2 separate regions of the Gossypium hirsutum genome follow, and region 2 is linked to region 1. A link is a contact called in public Hi-C data. All regions are on one chromosome and are shown on one strand. Each heading gives the region's core, a stretch centred on a gene start, on an enhancer-like site or on the middle of the called end of the contact. The rest is flanking DNA. Distances are from core to core; before and after follow the strand shown. Region 1 has its middle 28 kb from the start of LOC107919438. Region 2 holds the start of LOC121225695 (thymocyte nuclear protein 1).

Region 1 (2,700 bases), core at 84-2,583:
TCTTATTAACTTGGCCATACAAGCCTGCTTGTAATTCGAGCCTTTTAGACCCGGGTAAAATCGGGTATTTACAGTAAAGATATAACAATGTGGATGAAAAATCTTGTTATGTACAAATATTAAAAATTATATCAAAGCGGAATTAAATCTTTGGTTGAAGTAGTAAAGTTAAGGTTTTATAGATGCTAGTACCATAGGTTCAAATTTCACTACATGTAAGTTTTTTTTAAAAGACAGAAATACATCCATAATAATATAACTTATTTTGTATATAATAAGTTATTTTAGTCATTTCTTCAACCGAACTGATACCAGGTTAACTCGTGAGACCAATTTAATCAAAAAATTCATACTACGTTCTAAATCTATAATTTCTTATTAAAACATTTGTATGCAAATGTTTATTATTCTCTTCCTGGGATGTATTGAATATGTTTGCAAGAATGTAGTAATCCATAATGAATATCAAATTGTCAAAAAATTTAGAATTGGTATTGAACTTTAAAACCTTATTAGCATTATAACAAATATGTCTCGTTTAGTTACGAGGGTAATAATTAGAAGAAAAAGCTTATTTATTACGTATATATTACAATAGTTAGATTTAAAATAAAAAATAGTTAGTACAAATTTAAATTAAAAATTAGAAAGATAAATTAATAACTCTTATAAAAAATAAGACATCTTCAAAATAAGCGAAAAATTTTCTTTCTCTTTACTAAAAATAAATCATGAGAGTGGTTAAATGTTACCAATTGAATCAGTTTATTGTTAATCCATATTCTAAAACATGTATAAAAAATAATATTCCTACCAAATGTAACATTGTATCTTTATGCCAATCCTAATAGTAAATACAAATCGAGTATGATATGAATGTGTAGCTTCACCTCAATTCCAACTCAAAACATGTTCTCTTAGTACAATGCTACAACCTTGGGGAAAGTGGTGTCACAATCTATTCTTTAAAATTTTCAGTGATATTGTGCTCACGAAGCTGGTGTGACATGGGCAAAAATTTGGATAGATCAGCTCTAATATTAAAGGCTTGAATTTGATTCAAAATGTTGTCTACTTTATAATATATTTTTTATTTTATTTTATATATTATATAAAATCATATATAAATTCGATCTAGTCATGAACACTTCTGAGCTCTAATTTTTTTATAAAAAATAGGGTCAAGAAAACAAGATGAGGGTTTCAAATCCCAGGCTGTTTGCAAGAAAAAGTAGATGCAGCACATATAAACAAGCATTATGCAAGTATTACATAAGGATGGCAAAGGCATTCATTTACATGTGAACCCTGGGCTGAGCAATGAATGGCCCGCCACGGTGGGCCTACAAAGGTGACAGCAATGCACCCACACACCCCACCCTCCCCGAAATGCAGTGTTGGTAGTAAAAGCCCTTTCAGGCTTTTATATAGGAAAAAGGAGTCTGACTTGACACCTCTTTAGGACAAAAGTCTCATTGGAACCTTTCGAAAGGAGCCACTGCATGAGACAAACCAGCATTAACAACACCCCCTGCAATATGCTTGTACATGAGTCGGTATCAAATTTATATATGATATTAATATTATATATGTTTGTTAAAATCCGATCATATGAGGTTTACTTTTTATCCAAGTCTATTTATATTTCTAAATCATTAATTAATAGAAAATTAATGGCGATTTTTTAACAAAACTTTATATATATATATATTGTTATGGTATTTCCTGTTACCAACCCGAAACCTGAATATAACTCCGAACTACCAACCCACAACTCGAGTAGATACGGAGGAACCTGGGCCTCATAAGGTAGAGACATTAAGGGCTCGCGAGCCAGGTTCTCATATTCCTGGGTGTTCGTAGGCAAAGGGTGTGAAATCAAGTGAGTGGTTCGATGAACACGTGTTAAGTCTAGAACAGTATACATGTTGACATGCATGGAGCTTACCTAAGACGTCATTTCGATAAACAATAATTGTATATTATAAATATCCGATTCTCCTCACTTAAAGGACACATCAAACAATCAATATATATATAATATAAAAGTTGTTCAAGAATCAAATAAAAAATTAATATCTATAGTTGAGTGGCATTCATTGAGAAGGGATTAATGAGGAATCAGTGGCCATCGTATTGAAGATGTTTTTAGGGTTTAAATTTTCACAAATGATCTGTGATGAAATTAATTGGAAAGGTACAAGATGGCAAATAATATTGAAAAACTAGCCAAGAAGAGTCAAAATGAAAAGGACATTGCATTAAACTACAAAATGTAATAAAAATTGAAAATAATAAAAGATAATTTACAAGTGTATGGCACCAAGGAGGCATGTTTGAAAATTAGAGGTATTTATAAGCTTTGATAAGTAGAGTTTGAATTGATTTTATGTATAATTTTAATATTATATATTTTATCTTGGTTTATTTATATTTATAGTTGATTAATTTAAAATCATTTACGTCCACTCACTTGTAAATTTGCAGGATAACACAATTAAGTCCCACAGACATGGGAAACACCAAAACAGTTCAATTCAAACGACCAATTCCCTATCCTAACAGCTGGGAGTGTCCCATGTAAGTACATATTAATTATGATTGAAAATTAGGGTTTTCTTTTTTCTTTTTTCTTTTGGAGTCGGTCTTCTAAAGAGTTTATAAATACAAATATAAGTGAAATTGAAATATATTTGAATA
Region 2 (2,700 bases), core at 56-2,555, 150 kb after region 1:
TTGAAGTTCTAATTATTTTGGATTATTTATTTAAGTCCTTTTGAAATCAAATTCAGATTTATTCAAGTTTAAATTCAACCTAGCGATTTTCGTAACGAAATTAAATTGAGTGAAATTTATATTCAAATAGATTGAATTGGGTTTTGGGTTTGATTGGTTTAAATGAAGTGCTGTAAAAGAAGATGGGAACATTCACCAAAACCTAGATTAGGGGAAAAAGCCAGGAGCAGAAGCAAATATAAAATGAAACTAAAAAGACCAGAAACAACGGCAGGGCATCTCTCTTTTTCCTGGGTTTGGGTTTTTCGAAAGGTATTTGAACAGAAATGGCGCAACCACGGTATCGTTCCTGCTTTCGTATGAAGGATTTAGGCAATGCATGGTAAGTGTTCACTAAAATGCCACAGTCAAAGTTACTTGGTAAACTCGCACAAACAGAACAATAAAGCTCCGACATTGTTGGTTAAAGCGGAAATTTGGCCACGTACAAGAGCATATGGGGAACATGAATCCCATCTTTAATTCCTTCGCCAATAAACAAAACATTACTGCTAAGCACCCTTCTTTTCATTAACAAAATACATTTCTAGAAAAAGCCCAACAGAAGGGCCTCTCTTTACAAAATAAAACACCCACATTCTTGAAACCTCTTAATCGTCGCCAATATCAATGCCGTCCCCTTCGAACCCATTACCCAATTCACAGATCCTCTCCCAAACCTTCTCCGGCACCGGCAAAACCGACAGCCTCGGCTGTCTAAACATGACAAACCCTTTCAACTCCCCATCCTGTTTCATGTCCTTTAAGTCCACTTGCCTCCTCATCTCCCCCACCACTTTCACATCCACCACCACCTCGCTGTTTTTATCTCCGCCCTCCGCTGCGTACCATTCCCTAACCACGCTGACCACCCCCACGACGCGGCGAGCGGTGGCGCCCGAGTGGTAGAAGAAACAGAGATCACCCACCTTCATGGACTTGAGGTGCTTCTGGGCTTGCTTGTTCTTCACACCGTCCCATTTGGTTACACCTCCGTTTGCGGCTTGGTCTTCCCATGACCACTCCCCTGGTTCCGTTTTCAGCAGCCAGTACTGCTTCCCTTTCACCATATTTTAAACGGATTTTCTAGTGAATATAACGAAGAAAAGAAAATCACTTCGGGTCCTTTGGGATTCTTTCAATTCTTCGTGGATTCAAGGGTTTTGTATAGTTGATCGAATGGCGCGAATGCTTGGCGCCATTATGAGGTTTGGTACAGGCCAAATCAATGGTTTATGGTAGTAATAATGCAAGATTTGCCAGTACCCCCCAAGGCCCAAAAGAAAATAAGAGTTTAAAAACCCAGCAATTTCATATTGGTACCAGCAGAGAGGAAATTTAAATTTAAAATTTGAAGAAAATATTATTGAAAAGATAATTACAAATTTTAAAATAATTATTTCATAATTAATTCAAATTATTTGATGAATTTAACAAAAAGAATTAGTGTTAGGATCAAGGCAGTCAGTACCATACCGTACCATCTTTTTACTAATACTAATATGTATCAATAACGATCTGTTTTAATATACCGTTCTAGATTTATCACTATTTTTGAAAGATATTTGATATGTGTATATACAAAAATTATAAAAAAACAAATAATGAGATTAAATAAATATCAAATATATATAAAATACTCATTGTCGAAATTATTTTTTATTTTTGGAAAAAAAACAAAAATTAGTTGTCGACTTAAAAAAAAACAAAAATTGGGAGTCGCCACCAATCTTTTATTAAGGTGTGATTGGATCACCTAAAAAATAGCTTTAGTCTACGAGTTTTAGAAAAACGGATTCGGGAGTCAGTTACGTACGAGGAAGGATTAACACCCTCGTAACGCCCAAAAATTGGTACCAAATTGATTAATTAATGTCTTAAAGTCGAGAGTTTAAAAAAAATACTATCCTTAAATAAATGAAATTATTTATTAAGTCTTTCTCTTTTTGAAAAGAAAAATATCACACCCAATGCGTTAAGGCACAACATTTTATTCTCTTCAAGATAAGTTGGTCCAAAAAACTCGTATAATAAAATTTAAGAAAATATTTAATTGTTTAAAATTTATGAAGAAATCGTAGCCCAATACGTTAGGGCACGATTTCTTAAAATCCCAAACATTCAATATTTCCTTTATATATATATTTTAAAAAAATCTTTATCTCGAGAAATCAACGTGTCACATCCAATACGTTAGGACACAACACATTGAATTCCCGATGACAAGTTTTATTTTGTTTGATTAAAGAACAATCCTCGATTGTTAGATTTTACGAAGAAAATCGGAACCCAATAAGTTAGGGCTCAATTTTCTTGAAAATCCTAAATACGAGTATTATCTTTATTTTGAAAATTTTCCATTTTTAAATTCGAGTAAAAGATAATGTAATGTTATAATGTATGTATAAATATCGTGATAACAAATACAATAGTAATAAATACAACAATGGCATAGAAATAATATAAACAAATAAATAAAAATAAATCAATAACATGCAAAGCATCAAATAAATGAACGAATTAAAAAAACATGCTTTTAAAATATAAATGAAAACATAAATTGATAAACAAAAGATGGAAATAAACAAAAAAATATAAAGAGAAAAAAGGGTACAAAATATATACATGTACATATATAAAAAAATTATATACATATATATA

Evidence for each region. Hi-C and Micro-C count contacts between places; a contact is called where the count stands out from the background.
Region 2: a Hi-C map of leaf shows a contact between it and region 1, with 3 times the contacts expected there. The contact joins the promoter of LOC121225695 here to the enhancer-like site in region 1. A contact is called at or near these places in 2 of 34 Hi-C or Micro-C datasets (both in leaf).

The regions. Positions count from the first base shown.
Region 1 is chrD13:5,503,923-5,506,622 of Gossypium_hirsutum_v2.1, forward strand. No RefSeq gene overlaps it. Among protein-coding and RNA genes, the nearest start is that of LOC107919438, 28 kb to the left of the region's middle. Within about 2 kb of position 1,334, at least 3 of the 9 cell types and tissues checked have an H3K27ac peak or open chromatin away from gene starts, as enhancers often do. A contact at or near this core is called in leaf, where this site is marked.
Region 2 is chrD13:5,649,876-5,652,575 of Gossypium_hirsutum_v2.1, forward strand. LOC121225695 (thymocyte nuclear protein 1) reads right to left here and starts at 1,306. Exons shown (of 1, transcript XM_041110101.1): 1 at 400-1,306. The coding sequence starts at 1,109. The coding sequence ends at 651.